Linked DNA regions of Mus musculus: all the other regions are linked to region 3. A link is a contact called in public Hi-C, HiChIP or PLAC-seq and promoter capture Hi-C data. All regions are on one chromosome and are shown on one strand. Each heading gives the region's core, a stretch centred on a gene start, on an enhancer-like site or on the middle of the called end of the contact. The rest is flanking DNA. Distances are from core to core; before and after follow the strand shown.

Evidence for each region. Promoter capture Hi-C pulls out the DNA fragments that hold promoters and counts their contacts. Hi-C and Micro-C count contacts between places; a contact is called where the count stands out from the background. HiChIP or PLAC-seq counts read pairs in DNA pulled down with a chosen protein or histone mark.
Region 1: an H3K27ac HiChIP or PLAC-seq map of embryonic stem cells shows a contact between it and region 3, with 6 read pairs. The contact joins the enhancer-like site here to the promoter of Fahd2a in region 3. A contact is called at or near these places in 3 of 39 promoter capture datasets (embryonic stem cells, epiblast stem cells and neutrophils), 3 of 115 datasets of contacts at active chromatin or transcription factors (bone marrow-derived macrophages, double positive thymocytes and embryonic stem cells) and 2 of 9 other capture datasets (adipose tissue and liver).
Region 2: a contact with region 3 is called in a Hi-C map of CD8 T cells, with 3 times the contacts expected there. The contact joins the enhancer-like site here to the promoter of Fahd2a in region 3. A contact is called at or near these places in 4 of 39 promoter capture datasets (the C10 cell line, embryonic stem cells, macrophages and 1 more), 1 of 15 datasets of contacts at CTCF or cohesin (pro-B cells), 25 of 484 Hi-C or Micro-C datasets (B cells, CD4 T cells, CD8 T cells and 14 more), 2 of 115 datasets of contacts at active chromatin or transcription factors (kidney and large pre-B cells) and 2 of 9 other capture datasets (adipose tissue and pancreatic islet).
Region 4: a promoter capture Hi-C map of embryonic stem cells shows a contact between it and region 3. The contact joins the promoter of Mal here to the promoter of Fahd2a in region 3. A contact is called at or near these places in 6 of 39 promoter capture datasets (the 3T3-L1 cell line, embryonic stem cells, hippocampal neurons and 1 more) and 1 of 484 Hi-C or Micro-C datasets (stem cell-derived neural progenitor cells).
Region 5: an H3K4me3 HiChIP or PLAC-seq map of the SCID.adh cell line shows a contact between it and region 3, with 15 read pairs. The contact joins the promoter of Stard7 here to the promoter of Fahd2a in region 3. A contact is called at or near these places in 6 of 39 promoter capture datasets (the C10 cell line, the HPC-7 cell line, HPC-7-derived erythroid cells and 4 more), 3 of 484 Hi-C or Micro-C datasets (CD8 T cells, LSK cells and nephron progenitors), 8 of 115 datasets of contacts at active chromatin or transcription factors (the SCID.adh cell line, effector CD8 T cells, embryonic forebrain and 5 more) and 3 of 9 other capture datasets (adipose tissue, liver and pancreatic islet).

Annotation. Positions count from the first base shown.
Region 1 is chr2:127,603,863-127,606,562 of GRCm38.p6, forward strand. It overlaps Mrps5 (mitochondrial ribosomal protein S5), which reads left to right. Exons shown (of 12, transcript NM_029963.2): 12 at 1-124. Among named protein-coding and RNA genes, the nearest start is that of Mrps5, 18 kb to the left of the region's middle. Within about 2 kb of position 1,434, at least 5 of the 459 cell types and tissues checked have an H3K27ac peak or open chromatin away from gene starts, as enhancers often do. A contact at or near this core is called in embryonic stem cells, where this site is marked.
Region 2 is chr2:127,313,285-127,315,984 of GRCm38.p6, forward strand. No RefSeq gene overlaps it. Among named protein-coding and RNA genes, the nearest start is that of Gm46762, 21 kb to the right of the region's middle. Within about 2 kb of position 1,442, at least 79 of the 459 cell types and tissues checked have an H3K27ac peak or open chromatin away from gene starts, as enhancers often do. A contact at or near this core is called in B cells, CD8 T cells, the CH12 cell line and 8 more, where this site is marked.
Region 3 is chr2:127,443,235-127,445,934 of GRCm38.p6, forward strand. Fahd2a (fumarylacetoacetate hydrolase domain containing 2A) reads right to left here and starts at 1,331. Exons shown (of 8, transcript NM_029629.2): 1 at 1,183-1,331.
Region 4 is chr2:127,655,339-127,658,038 of GRCm38.p6, forward strand. Mal (myelin and lymphocyte protein, T cell differentiation protein) reads right to left here and starts at 1,357. Exons shown (of 4, transcript NM_010762.5): 1 at 703-1,357. The coding sequence starts at 795.
Region 5 is chr2:127,268,782-127,271,481 of GRCm38.p6, forward strand. Stard7 (START domain containing 7) reads left to right here and starts at 1,448. Exons shown (of 8, transcript NM_139308.2): 1 at 1,448-2,099. The coding sequence starts at 1,801.

The sequences.
Region 1 (2,700 bases), core at 184-2,683, 160 kb after region 3:
AAGGCCAGCCCAGCCAGTGCTTGTGCTGACAGCACCCGGAGGACACGCCACTCTCACTTTTTATTTTAAAAAAAGTCCAACCTTCTTTGTTTTCAAATAAATAATTATAGATTTGTCTTACAGAGCACATGGTATATAGCTGTGTGATGGGAATGTTAGATGCAAATATCAGGAGCAATTCGTTATTTAAACTAGTAAATGTAAGTGAATTAGGACATAGCTAATAGTAGTAACATGCACAGCCATTGCTGTGACACTTAGGTCGTGTTTGTTACCGAGTCATCTGAAGATGAATGTTTTCAACTACATTTTACAGAGAAGTTGGATAGCCTGACCCGCTGAGCCACTCCCAGGCAGTTCTCCCGGCAGTTGTGTGCCGTTTCTGTCCATAAATACTGTGCCAGGCTGTGGCCTCACCCTCGGCTGTGTTTCCTGGACTCTAGGTGGTAGTGATCCCACTGTGTCTGAAGTGTGTCTCACTGTCACCTTCACTCACATGGCCCTAAAAGCAAATGCTGTTGAGTGTCCTCGTCGGCTTGTCAGGTCATGTGGCCCATTCAGGTCCTTTGTCCACTTAAAAAATTTGGGTTATTTGTGTTTTTATTATCAGCTGTAATTGCTCTTGTTGTGTAGTATAGATACAAACCTCCTGTCAGATACAACCTCAGGTCTGGGTGTTCCGTTTGTTGGTCTGCTTTGTTTTTTGTCTTCTCTGATAGACTAGTCTTATTTACCTTTAATTGGTGTTTTTTAGGTCATCAGCATAAAGTGACTGTAATGTAGTAAAGTCAGTATCTGCCAATATCAATTACACTTCTTTTTTCTCTTTTTTAGTAGTTGCTCTAGAGTTTGCTATGTATGTTTACAACGGATCCAGGTCTCTCCTAGGATCCTGCTTTGTAGCTAGTTTAGTCAGGTACCTTACAGCCATGGAGGGTTAGGTTCCTGCCCCTCCCCTCATGCCCCTGCTGCCGTTCATTCAGGCCTCATAAACCTGAGCAACACTCGTTGAGTCACTGTTGCTGTTATGGTTTTGAACAAACATCTGTTAAATCTAATAAGGAAAGTTAAAGGTTGTTTGTTTGTTTGTTTGTTTGTTTGTTTTTGTTAATGTAAGTCTGTGCTTGTGACCCCCATCTCTTCGTTGTCTTGTATCTTAGCTTACAAGGCAGGTTGATTGGAACAAAGCCCGTCGGTTGTTTGTCTGAGTCTTTGCTTAATTATAGGTCCATGAGACATCTCTTTGATAGTTGTAAGTATTTTCTCTCATACTTTCTGAGAAGTTGGGTGAATTGCTTATTTCTGCTCCTCTTTAGGTAATGTTTTCTTCTGTCTTCTTTCTCCTTTATCTTTGGTCTCTAGCAGTGAGACTATGATATGCTGAGTGTGGGTCTTACTTAGATGCACCCTCCCTCTTTTTCCTGCTGTGTACGTTTCTCTTGAGGTAGCCTCCACCTAGAAGTCCTTGTTGTGTTCAGTCTGGCAGTAAGCCCATCAGAGATGCTCCCTGCTTCGATGGCTGGCGGCATTTTGAGTGTTTTGTCTTTGTTTGTTTATTCATTGTTTGAGACTGGGTGTGATGGTTTGAATGAGAATGGCCCCATACACTCATGTATTTGAATGCTTGGTCCTGTTAATGGAACTATTTGGGAAGGGTTAGGTGTGGCCTTGTTGGAGGAGGTATGTCACTGGGGATGACCCTTGAGGTTATCTTTCTGCCTGCTGCCTATGGATCAAAATTTAAAGCTTTCAGCTCCATACCTGCTGCCTGGTACCATGCTTCCTGCCATGATGATAATGAACTAACCTTCTGAAAGTATAAAGAAGGCTCTAAGTCAATGCTGTCTTTTATCAGAGTTGCCTTGGTCACGGTGTCTCTTCACAGCAGTAGAATAGTGACTAAAACCTAACTTTCCATGTGGCCAGGGTTGATCCTTCTGCTAAGTGTTATGATAACTTGATGAGCCAGTATGCTCCACTTAGTATCAGACATCTTTTTTCTGCTTACAGTACCAGAGATAGAGCGAGCCCAGGATCTTGGACGAGCTAGACAAGTGCTCTGCCACCGAAGCACACCCCTGGCATGTTTTTGATTCTTTCATAGACTCACCCTGTCTGTGTACTTTACAGTCTGTTCCTTGGTATTGTCTGTTCCCCTGTAACATTAATCTTAGTGGTGCTGAACATTCCTGGGGTGGTGACTGTGACAGCCACTCCTGCTGTGTCTCAGGCCTGCTTCGTTCAGACTGCACCTTTGCTTCCCGTGTGCCTGTCACTGTTGCTGGGAGCTGGACATGATGTACTGGGTAAGGAGCTGAGGAAGTAGGTGGTTAGTGATGGAACAGGGGAGACAGGGGGGTGGGACGTTTTCTGTGGTGATGGGATTAGACCCCGGTCTTCTGGTGAGCCTGTTACTGGGTGCTTCTCGGTTCTACCCCGTAGGTACTAGAGGAGTCCCTATCCCCCGAGTCACACAGTCTAATAAACCAACAGTGATTTAGTGTGCCTAAGCACTTTCTCTTCACCTGCCTAGTATATTCCCCTGCACATACACACATACTCTCAAAGGAAATTTTTTTTCTAGAGCTATATTATTCATGGCTATAAATAGAAGCTAATTGCTAAGAAAGAAATGCCTCTAAGTTAGAGACATTGGAAACATCTAAGACTTTTCTATTTAAGTAGAATCTACAGGAAAAT
Region 2 (2,700 bases), core at 192-2,691, 130 kb before region 3:
CTAAGAAACTTTTGTCTAAGGACTGAAGATGGATCGATCAGTGGTTAAGAGTATTTACTACTCTTCCAGAAGACTTCAGTTAGGGTCTCATCACTCATGCAAGGGAGCTTACAACCTCCAGTTGCCAGGAGACCCACCACCCTCTTCTGGTCTCCTAGGGTACTCATATGGTGTGTGTGTATAATTTAATGTACAAATAAAAGTATTTGAAAAATCTAGCCGAGTGTGGTGCAACATGTTTTTAATCCCAGCACTTGGGAGGCAGAGGCAGATGGATACTTCTGAGTTCAAGACCAGCCTGGTCTACAAAGTGAATTCAGAACAGCCAAGGCTGTAGAGTGAGACCCTGTCTCAGAACAAACAATGGAAAAAGTACTTTTTTTTTGATGGCCCTTTAGTTAATTTAGAGTTTCACATGTCTTCTTACCTTGGGTGGACACAATGACCTTGGCCATGTGCTCATGGCTTGCGCTCACCAATATGATTGACTTACTCACATGTTTCTGTCAGCTACACAGACCAGAACACTGTTCACTTAGCAAGGAGATCTGAGACCATCAACCTCAGCCATACTCAAAACAGGCCTGACTACAGTCGGGGGGGGCAGCTTCTCCTACTCTGCCCTGGAAGGAGAGAAGCCGAGGAGAAGAGAGCTAAGGGCAGTGAGAGAGGTTGGTGGAATCAGCCAGGGGAGACAGGGAAGAGGAGGAGCGAACCTCCTGCTGCCTGAGGAGGGCAGCAGACACTCCCAGGGTCCTGCCAGGCCTGCTGGGAAAGTATCAGGCCTTTGTTCCCAGTCATTTCCCATCTCTTCCTGTCTCTTTGAACTGAGTCAAAGGGCTGGTGTGAGGGAAGTGGCCCCACAGTGGCCTATGGATGGATTTCTGGGAATTATAGAAAATAGCGGATGTTGTATAGTAGAGGCAGGAAGAAGCAGATTTGGAGGCTCTTGTCCTCTGGCCTCAAAGGCCTCTCTGGTCCATCCTGTGGATTCTCTTGGTCTGGCTCACACCAAGAGGCCACCGCTGCGGGACTCCTGTAGCCCAAGGGAGCTTCAGCCTGCTAAAAGATCCTGCTTGAAGCCATACAGTGTGTTAGTGTCCATTAGCTTCCAGCCTGTATCTTCAGCCTTCACCTAATTCTTACCCTCCTCACTCTCACCCTCACCGACGACCTATGAGGAGGCTACCCCAAGTGGCCACACTAGACACATTTGAGACTGTCACCTCAGCAGTAAATTCCTCAAGCCACCAAGAAGCTTAAAACCAAGAGATCTGTGGCCTGCCTTTACCTCAGAAAAGCCACGTGAAAACCCAGGAGGCAGGGTGGGGGCCCAGGGCGTGGGGCCCAGTTTTGTCAGAGGGTCGGAAACAGGATGTGAGCAGAGAGGGGGGTGTGAAAAATAAGGTGGCTTCCAGCAGAAGGGGCCACTTGGCACTGTGTGTTCTTAGCTGTGGAAAAAGACCCTGGGCTGTGTGGGTGTCATCACATCCTGCTGATAACCAGCCCCCCCCCCAGCCTTGCTTGGCTCCCTTTCAGAGCATGGTCTGACCCCTGGGCTTGGGGCAGGGGAGAGGGTGTCTGTTGAAAGAAGGACGGGATGTGACCTTTCAGAGGGTTGAGATTAACTAGTGTTCCTGACTCCCCAGGGAAGCCTGGTATTCAAGGTGAACCTGAACATAAACCGAGGCAGGCAGAGTGGGCTGTCCATCCATCCAATGAATGGAAAAACAGTGACATCCAGGCACTAGCTGGTGTGACAAAGCAGAACTGCCAAGGCCTACTCCCCGATGTCAGGGAGCCCTGGTGGGTGGACATAGAATAAAGCCTAAAAGGGGCAGAACCTAGGCTCTGGGTGGCTCAGGGACAAGCCTTTGATTCAGCCTGGGCATCTGCAAAGGCTTCTGGGAAGAAGTAAGGCCTAAGAGGAGTCTCAGAGGATGGGCAGGTGTGTGTACAAGTGTGTGTGCATGTGTGCATGAGTACATGTGCTTGTGTATGTGCATGTAAGTGTGTGTGAGTCTGTATGTTTGTGTCTGTGTATATGTGAAGGTGAGGGGATGTTGTGAGCCTACAGTGTGTCACCAAGGCCTTCTGCCCGCAAGAGCCCACTCCTTTGACTTACATGGGGTTTTTCTGGCACAGCTTTCTAACCTGGCTTCTCTACTCAGCTGAGGGGTTGAGTCCCTGAAAGTCCCTATAGCTCCCCAAATCACCATCAGCCATCTGATGGACCAAGGCTTCTCACTTGGCTTAACACCAGACTCTCCCATCAGAAACCCATTCCTATTCAGTTTCATATAGAATCTAGACCTTTCTCTTTTATTATTTATATTTGAGACAACATTGTACACTAAGACCTTTTTTTTTTCTTTCTTTCCTGAGACAGGTTTCACTGTGTAGCCTTGTTATTCTGGAACTCATTACATAGACCAGGCTGGCCTCGATCGAACCTGCCTCTGCGAGCGGGGATTAAAGGCACAAGCTACCACTGCCCAGCTATGACCCTAGTTTTGAAGCATCCTTTTTCCAGCTTGGCTTGGGTTTTCTTTTAGATCAGTGGTCTGAGTGACCGTCCTCTGAACCAAACAACCACTATCCTGGGGAGTCCAACTGTGCCTTCTTACAAAATGATTGTCCCTCATGGAGAGATCATGAAACCTCCCTCAGAGTATCCAGTTGCTCCCTACTACCTGTTAC
Region 3 (2,700 bases), core at 81-2,580:
CTCACTCATTCCCTTTCTTTGTCTTAATCTAGGTCTGGTCTTCATTCCCTGTCAGAGTCCTCTCCCTTCTGGATAGCTTTCTTTTAAAACCAGTGTGGGGCTAGGAAGACAGCATGGCTGGTAAAATGTTTCCACTGAAAGCCTGAAGATCAGTTAAATCCCCAGAACCCACATAAAAAAGTTTGTACACAGTGGTCTATGCTTGTAATCCCAGTGCCGGATAGGTGGAGACAGGTAGATTCCTGGGGCTTGCTAGCCAGCCAGTCTAGCCTAATTGTTGAGTTTCAGGCCAATGAAAAACTCTGTCTCAAAGACTAAAGTACGCGTACGCGCACACGCACACGCACACACACACACACACACACACACACACGTCTTTATACTAAAAATGAGAGAGACTGCTAGACGTAGCTCCGTCAGTTCAGGGCTCTTGGTCCTCACCTGGTTGAGCCAACCTACCCTGTTCAGGATCACCAGAGTGCCAGCTTGCAAGTCTGGCCAGAAAACCAAAGGCTTTCCATCTCCTGCTCTGTCGTTTTACACAAGTACCGCCATGCCACAGTCCAAAGGCTGGTCCAGCATATGTGACCAGTCACACCATACACTAAAACAGTACTGTCCCAGGGAAAGCCAAGTGTCTCACTTGTGAGGTCTACTATAATTCTCTTGACGGTGGCTTGGCAGGTGCTGCTGGTCCAGTTTTACAGATGAACAAGCCAAGGCTTGGATAGGGTAAGAGGGGTTTGGTTTGCCTAAGGTTCAAGGGTCTTACAGCTAAAAGAAAATTGGCATTTGAATCCATGTCTAGATGACATTGAAGTTCTTAATTCAAAAGCAAGATACTTCTCAAGCAAGATAATCTAGTTTCAATCCTGCCTACTCCTCTCAGGTCCTAACTGCTACCAGCCCATGGTCATGGCCGTGGAGGTAAGGCAGAACACCTGCTCTCTGATAACTCTAAGCCCCGCTGATGATGAATCTGTGACGGGCGCTCACAGGTTATTTCATTCTCTCGAATCACTATGACTCGCAGCACAAAGGTCCCTTAGCAAACAGCACAGCAATGGGCAGCTTGAGGCGCTGCGCCGTGCGTGTGACCCTGCTGATCTGGGAACCGAGGTCAGCCACTCGGCTCCCAACGTCCGGTTCAACTCCCTCTGAGTTGGCCTAGCCTCAGTTTACCTGGTCGTTGCAGCCGGACTTGTCCGGCTTCCTGCGCTGTCAGCGGACGCCTGCGGAGCCGCAGGACAAGAGGGGAGGGCGGAGAAGCCACAGCCAGTACCGCTGCAAGCACTTAACTCTTCTCCAAGGAATATAGGGACCGCCCCTTCGCAGTCGCGATATGGTGACGTCACGAAGCTGTCGCCACCAGGAGGACACCTGCTTCCTCCCGGAAGTCCGCCCTCCTGCTGTTAGGTACTTCTTTTAGCCACAGAACTTCCAGCAGGTGCCTAGTGTGTGCATTTGGGGAGACCGTGGCTGGCTCCAGGGTGACCCTGGGATACCCAGGCTCGGAGAGAGCGCATCCGACCTTTGAGCTTCTAATTCTGGCCAGGCGCTGCTTCTGGGCCAGGCACCTACTCATAGTTGTCCAGGAAGCACTCTGGTAGACAGTAACAAGTAGTTTTGTGCTCTAATGTTGACCCACCAAGGACAGGGATGTCTATATGTGTTGTATTCGTGGAGAAAACATAAAGGCTAGGAGTGATTTTGCCCATGATGGCTCCTGAGCCAGTAAGGGCTCGTCCAACCACTTATTTAGTTGTCTTGGCAGGTATGAAGCGATTCTGAAGGCAAAAGACACTTGTGTCCTTCCTTCAGCTACTGGGCTTTCCCCCATGAATCTTGTGTGCTGGGGGAAAGAAAAGACTGAAGCTTGTGTGTGCCAGCTAGAGGAGGAGTTTTGTCACCCAGTAAGCTATATCACAGATTTGGCAACTGGTCAGACTATCTTGTGGGATAGACTGGAACTGAGATAATGGTGGATCAATAACCGGCAAGACCACACCTTGACCAAGACTGCTTAGTTATGTACACCACTTGCTTTCTATTTGAGAATCTGAACCTCATGTCGGGACTCCAAAGATGGACTTTGGGGAGTCACTGAACCTTTTCCCCTTTCCTTTCTTGTCTTTTCTCTTTTCTTTCCAGTGTGACCACATTGGCAAAGTCGTAGCCAGCTTTTCACCATTTTTTCTTTAATGCACACAGTGAAGACAGATGGTGGCCTGTCTACTTTTTAGGCTTGTCAGGGCTCACCAACTTCACCTACTTGTAGCAGCACCCTGTTCTTCACGAACCTTATTTTAGGGGGAAAAGGGTGTGTGTGGGGTGATGGGCAAGTCCAGGCAGCAGGCATTCGGGTGGAAACATCCTCTACAACCACACCCCGAGTCCTCTGGCCTATGAAAATGTAAAGGGGACTCTGAGAAGGAGCCTCCTAAGTGAATCAAGGTCCAGACAGAGCATCCGAGGCTTCCATTGCCCCAGGAAGAAGCACAGGCTTTTATTAGATTCCTCTTATTTTTTCCCAGTGAGGCTTTTTTTTTTTTTTTTTTTTTTTTTTTTTTTTTTTTGGTTTTGGTTTTTTGAGACAGGGTTTCTCTGTGTAGCCCTGGCTGTCCTGGAACTCACTCTGTAGACCAGGCTGGCCTCGAACTCAGAAATCCGCCTGCCTCTGCCTCCTGAGTGCTGGGATTA
Region 4 (2,700 bases), core at 107-2,606, 210 kb after region 3:
CAGGAAATGTTGTCTCCACACCCACAGAATTGAACAAACACCCTCCTGTCCAGGTAAGTGCTAAAGGACCCTGGGGACTAGAAACTGAAGTAGCTCTGAAGCCTGGCTGGAGCTCACAATAGGAAAGTTTCTCGAAGCTAGTGGGTCGGTTCTACAGTGTAAGGCTAATAGAACCCAGCCCAGGCGCAGAGTCAGCCCAAGGTCAGCCAAGGCAGGCGACAAAATTCACCTGTCTTCCCTGACTCCTCCCTCCCCTCACACAGGGCTTGGGGACCGCGGCCCAGCAAAGCACAGCCACTGTTTTTCAAAATTGGCACAGAGGCATTTCCTTCCCAGAAACTTCAAAGGGCCTGAAAAAGGCTGGCTACTCTTGATCTCCAAATCTCTGTCGCCAGCATGGAAGGGTTCTTTAGCTGGGTTTGTTTACTCAGGAGGACTCTCAGTGGTACCTTGTAAGGAAGCTGCGCTCGGATAGGAGCTAAACTCTAGGAAGAGGTTTTTCTGCACCTGCCTGGGAAATCGGTCCGCTAATTTAGAAAGGAGCAGACCACGGAGAGATGGGGAAAACTTTCCCGATTTTAGTTCCCTCCTGTGACTGGGGACAGAGCTGCAGAGCTCCCCCCCCCCCCAACCCCTCCACCCCACCCCCAGCAACTCAACCCACCCGGTCCCTTTCCCAGAGCAGGGCGCGTTATCACTCACAAACTCACAAACGAAGAGCAAGTCAGGGAAGGTGGTGAAGACCGAGAAGCCACTGGGCAGGGTGCTGCCACCCGAAGCCGCTGCCGGAGCCATGCCTGCGAGCTGGCGTCGGCCTTGGGACTGGACACGCTCGCCTCCGGCTCCGCACTGACCACTCGCTCCCTCCGGAGAGCCCAGTGGCCGCGGCGCCCTCCCGCGCGGGTTAAAAGCTGAAAAGCCAGGGTCAGAGGAGGGCGGAGCTCCGGCCACCCGCCCCGCCCGGGTCTACTGCCCTAGAGGACAAGGCTGAATCGCCTCTGGCGCCGCCCTGAAACCCGACGGAGTGCTCTCTGAAGATCTGCAGGACTGGGTTGGGAATCTGTACGCTCCTGACCTAACCCTAGTTGCCACCTGCCTGAGGGCAGTGGATGGAGCGGCTCGCGCGCTGCACTTCCCTGTGTTGCGCGCCACGCAGGTGATCACTATTCATCAATAACCTATCGGAGACTTCCCCACTTTGACATCCATTCCCTTTAACTCTAGTCGTGTCTCCAGTCTTCCGCTGGGTGTGTTAATGTGCAGCCTTCACATCCAAGCTCCCGGAGGGCACATTTCGATCTCACCGGCAGGCTGGGGGTTCTAGGGGCAACAGCAAGGCTCGTCAGGGAAACTATATGCCAGCAGGAGGGAAGGAAGTGACTCTAAGGAGAACGAATCTGAGAGGCTGTCTGGCGGCGGCGGTGGTGATGGGACAAGTTGCATTCCTGGGGCAGATATTGCCAGGGGAGATTCCCTCAGTTCTGGAGATGGGGCAGTTCTCCCCCATCCCGTGTCCTTTGACTCTATGGACTGCTGAGTCGTTTCTGGGGATTTACTCTTCTTGTACCACAACTTTACGTTTTATTTTTGCCTTTATTTTTAAACAAGTATCACACTCCAGTAACTGCCATTTAAATCACACCAATCCTTTTTTTTTTTCTTTTTAAATTACATACGGTAAGGCTAAACTCTGTTCTAGCTGAAAGGGAAATGGCCTTTCTCAACCTCCAGCTCAGATTCTGAACTTGACCTCCACCTACCCCAGTTGCCACTACTGTTCAGGGTCTTGTGTGTATAGGGTCCCTCCCACTTTCCCTCTGCACAGCCTTATTCCATTCCCTACAAGAAGTACATTTCTGGGCATATTTTTCAAAAGCAAGACTCCATGCCCATGAATTTGCTGATGAGAGCAACCGCTTATGAGAAAGGACCAGAGGTTTGAAGTGGGAAGATGCTCTGTTCTATTGTGAGCCTCTCCACGCTGTCAGCTTTGGATACCTGTGAGTGCCTCCGCCAAATATCCAGCTCCCCAGGTCAAGGCCTCTAGATAAGATGAGCTGTGAGATCCTCAGGGCCCCTTCCCCTATTCCCTCACCCTGGGCAGCTTACAACTTGGTAGCCCTGCTGGATCCTGAGAGTGTCTCTTCCTTCTAAGGAGATATTTAGTGGAGGCAAACCCAAGCAAACTGGCCACAGAAAGCCACCACCAGCCGGATATAAGATGACCAACTAGCAAATCCAGTTGAAGTTGGTTAGCAATTTCTAAGGGCGTGCATACTAACTATAAAAGCCCACAAAGGTGCTGTTGACTCTACAATGTCTTTGCCTGGCTTTGAGTGTCCCTGGTTTTGCTTATTTCAAACCTTTGTGGCTAAGGCCTTAACATTTGGGCTAATGACTTAAGGGGAAAGTACTGGTGCACTCAGGAAGGCTTGGCAGTTCCAATTCCCACAGGATAAAGTGGGGGAGGCTCTAAGTCCAGAGGGAGGATTAGCTGGTCATCTTGGCCAACGTCAAGGAAATCTGCCTCCCCATCCCTGTCTTGGTGACCCTCCCATCTCACCTGGAACCCTTTGCTCGATGCTCACCTTCCTGACCATAGTTTACCCAAATCTATCTGTCATCTTCTTCCTCAGTGAGACTGCCCCAAGTGTTAGCCAAGGATTGAGAGTAAGGACCAGGGGGACTCAGCTTTGTCTG
Region 5 (2,700 bases), core at 198-2,697, 170 kb before region 3:
GAGTAAGACCACTGACCCAAATCAGCATGGTTAAATTAATTCATGTATGAGGGCTGCCTCCCTCTAAGGTGGGGTTCCAGAGATCAGCCTTGGATGTGAGGAAGACAAGGCTTTTATAGGTCAGTGGTAGGGAGTTTCCAAACGGGGGATTTGGTGGGTAAAATGGGCCGGGTCACAGAGGCACACTGTAAGCATAACAAGTTAGTTTTACAAGGGTCCCTAAAACAAAGGCACGGTTGCAAGGTAGGCCTAACAAGGTAGTCATAGGTGGTTGTATAGCCTTTTGAAATAGAGGTAGGGTTGCAAGATGGTTATACACAACTTTTAAAAAACAAAGAAATGACTACGATTCTAGGAAGAGACAGTACAGAACTATTTGTGGTTAAGGTTATAGGTGGGGCATAGCTCAATCCTTGAGAAACAGGTTTAATCATAAAAAGGAGTGAACTGGCTTGTCTTTACTATCTGTAAGATGACTTTTAAGACTAAAATGGAGGCAGACTGATTCTTCACTTAAGGGGCAGCTATTATTTCCATCTTATAACTGGACAGAGAATTTTTATTTATTTATTTATTTATTTATTTGAGACACACTGTTGCTCAGGCTGGCAATTTTATTTATTTATTTATTTATTTATTTATTTATTTATTTGAGACACACTGTTGCTCAGGCTGGCAATTTTATTTATTTATTTATTTATTTATTTATTTGAGACACACTGTTGCTCAGGCTGGCAATGCTCCTGCCTCAGCCTCTGGAGTGCTGGGATTACAGACATGAGCCACCAGGCCCTGGCTTAGAATACTGATGTATCCTGAGACTCCATGTAGTAACCATTAGGTTACATACACGTGGCCAGACAGGTTTTGGGAAACCTGGTTACTCTCCTACCTTGTTGCCTCCTCCGAGTCAGAGACTGCTCAGGCCTAACGCATTTTCAGAGAGCAACGGGTCACCCGCCCTCGAGTTCTCTGCAAGGTGTTCTTCGGCCCTAAGGATGGACCACCCGTACTCTCTCGGAGCCGGAACCCAGAACCGCGTCCCTGCCGCAGATACTTAGGAGGGCTCGGGGAATCAGGGCAAGGGGGACCAAGGAAGCTGCCCCTGGGCTGTGATAGGTGCGGGGTCACGTAGGGCGTGCACCGCCCCTCCCGGGACTGTAGAGAACAGGGAAACAGGCCGGGCCTCTCAGGACAACGGAACGCCACCGCACCTGACCGTGCCTCTCCTCCGGACCGGGTGAGACGTCCCTAAATGGCTGCACCGCCGGGTCCGAGGGTCACTCTCCAGGCGCCCTTGACAGGCCCTCCCGCCACGCCACCTAGCTTGCTACCAGGCAGCCCGGAGCAAGGGCGGAGGAGCACTTTGGCTTAGCCAATGAGCGCCCAGGGTTCTGAGATGCGCCCAATCAGAGTGCGGGCAGGACAAACAGGTTAGGTTGCGCGCACTCGGCGCGAGAGGCGGACACAGGCGCACGGGACCGCTTCTGCTGTGGCCTGGGACGGCCACCGCTTTGCTTCCCGCGCCCTGGCCGCGGGGGCCCCGCGAGTTCCCGCCGTACACACAGACGGGCGGGCTGTCGGGACCGAGAGGGCCTCGTGCAACGGCGCTCTCCTCGGAAGCCACGCTACCTCAGCCGCTTCTGCAAAAAGGCATGAGGGACGGCTCCTGGCTTCTGGAGCGTGAGGTGGCCTCGGGGTCAACCCGTTAAGGGGACTGCGCGGACGGCCCGGCCTGCCTTCCCCCAGCCCTTCCTCTCCGGGGCCCCGCGGCAGGCGCGGGAATCCACAGAGGCCGACATGTTCCCGAGGAGGCCACCGGCCACCCTGGCCGCCTGGCTGGCGGGCGCGCGGGGCGGGGGCCTGCTGTCCGCGCTGGCCAATCAGTGCCGCTTCGTGACGGGCCTGCGCGTGCGGCGAGCGCAGCAGATCGCGCAGCTCTACGGCCGCCTGTATTCCGAGAGCTCGCGCTGCGCCCTGCTCGGACGCTTCTGGCGCCGGCTGCGAGGCCGCCCCGGCCATGCCTCTGTTTTGATGGCGGCGCTCTCCGGTGTTTTCGTATGGGACGAGGAGAGAATCCAGGAGGAGGAGTTGCAGAGGTGAGCCTCTTGGCTGCAGTTGGCGTCCCTGTTCCGTAGAGAAGGGTGGGCCTGGGCGGGAGGTTGGTGGGCACCTTGGGGCTTGAGCTGTTGACAGTGCCCAGTTTGCCCAGTGGTCTTTTGAGTACGATGCAATAGATTGAACCCATTTTAGCACCCCGTGTTACTGCCCCCATGCCTGTTAAATCCACTTGTCAGGTTAAAAATAACCACAAGAGAGACGACTTCGAATGGGTAGTATGACACTAAAGAAAATACTCCAAAACCAAATTAGATATCTGAGGTATACAGGTGATTTTTCGGGTAATCAGTGTACCCAGAAAAGTGCAAATTCAAAATAGGGCTTAAAATAAGCCCAAGGGTGTGTGTGTGTGTGTGTGTGTGTGTGTGTGTGTGTGTGTGTGATGTAGCATGCCATTTATAAAATGACTGCGATCCAGATGGAACTCGGGCTTTGCGCGGACAGCCCACTGTCATTGTGACTTGTGTCTTGGCACATTCAAGAAGCTGGGAGGGATTTTGTCTGTTTGCACAAAGCAATGGCCTGGATATTCTAACCAGTAAGAGTTAGGTTAGGTTTTTTTTGTTTGTTTGTTTTGTT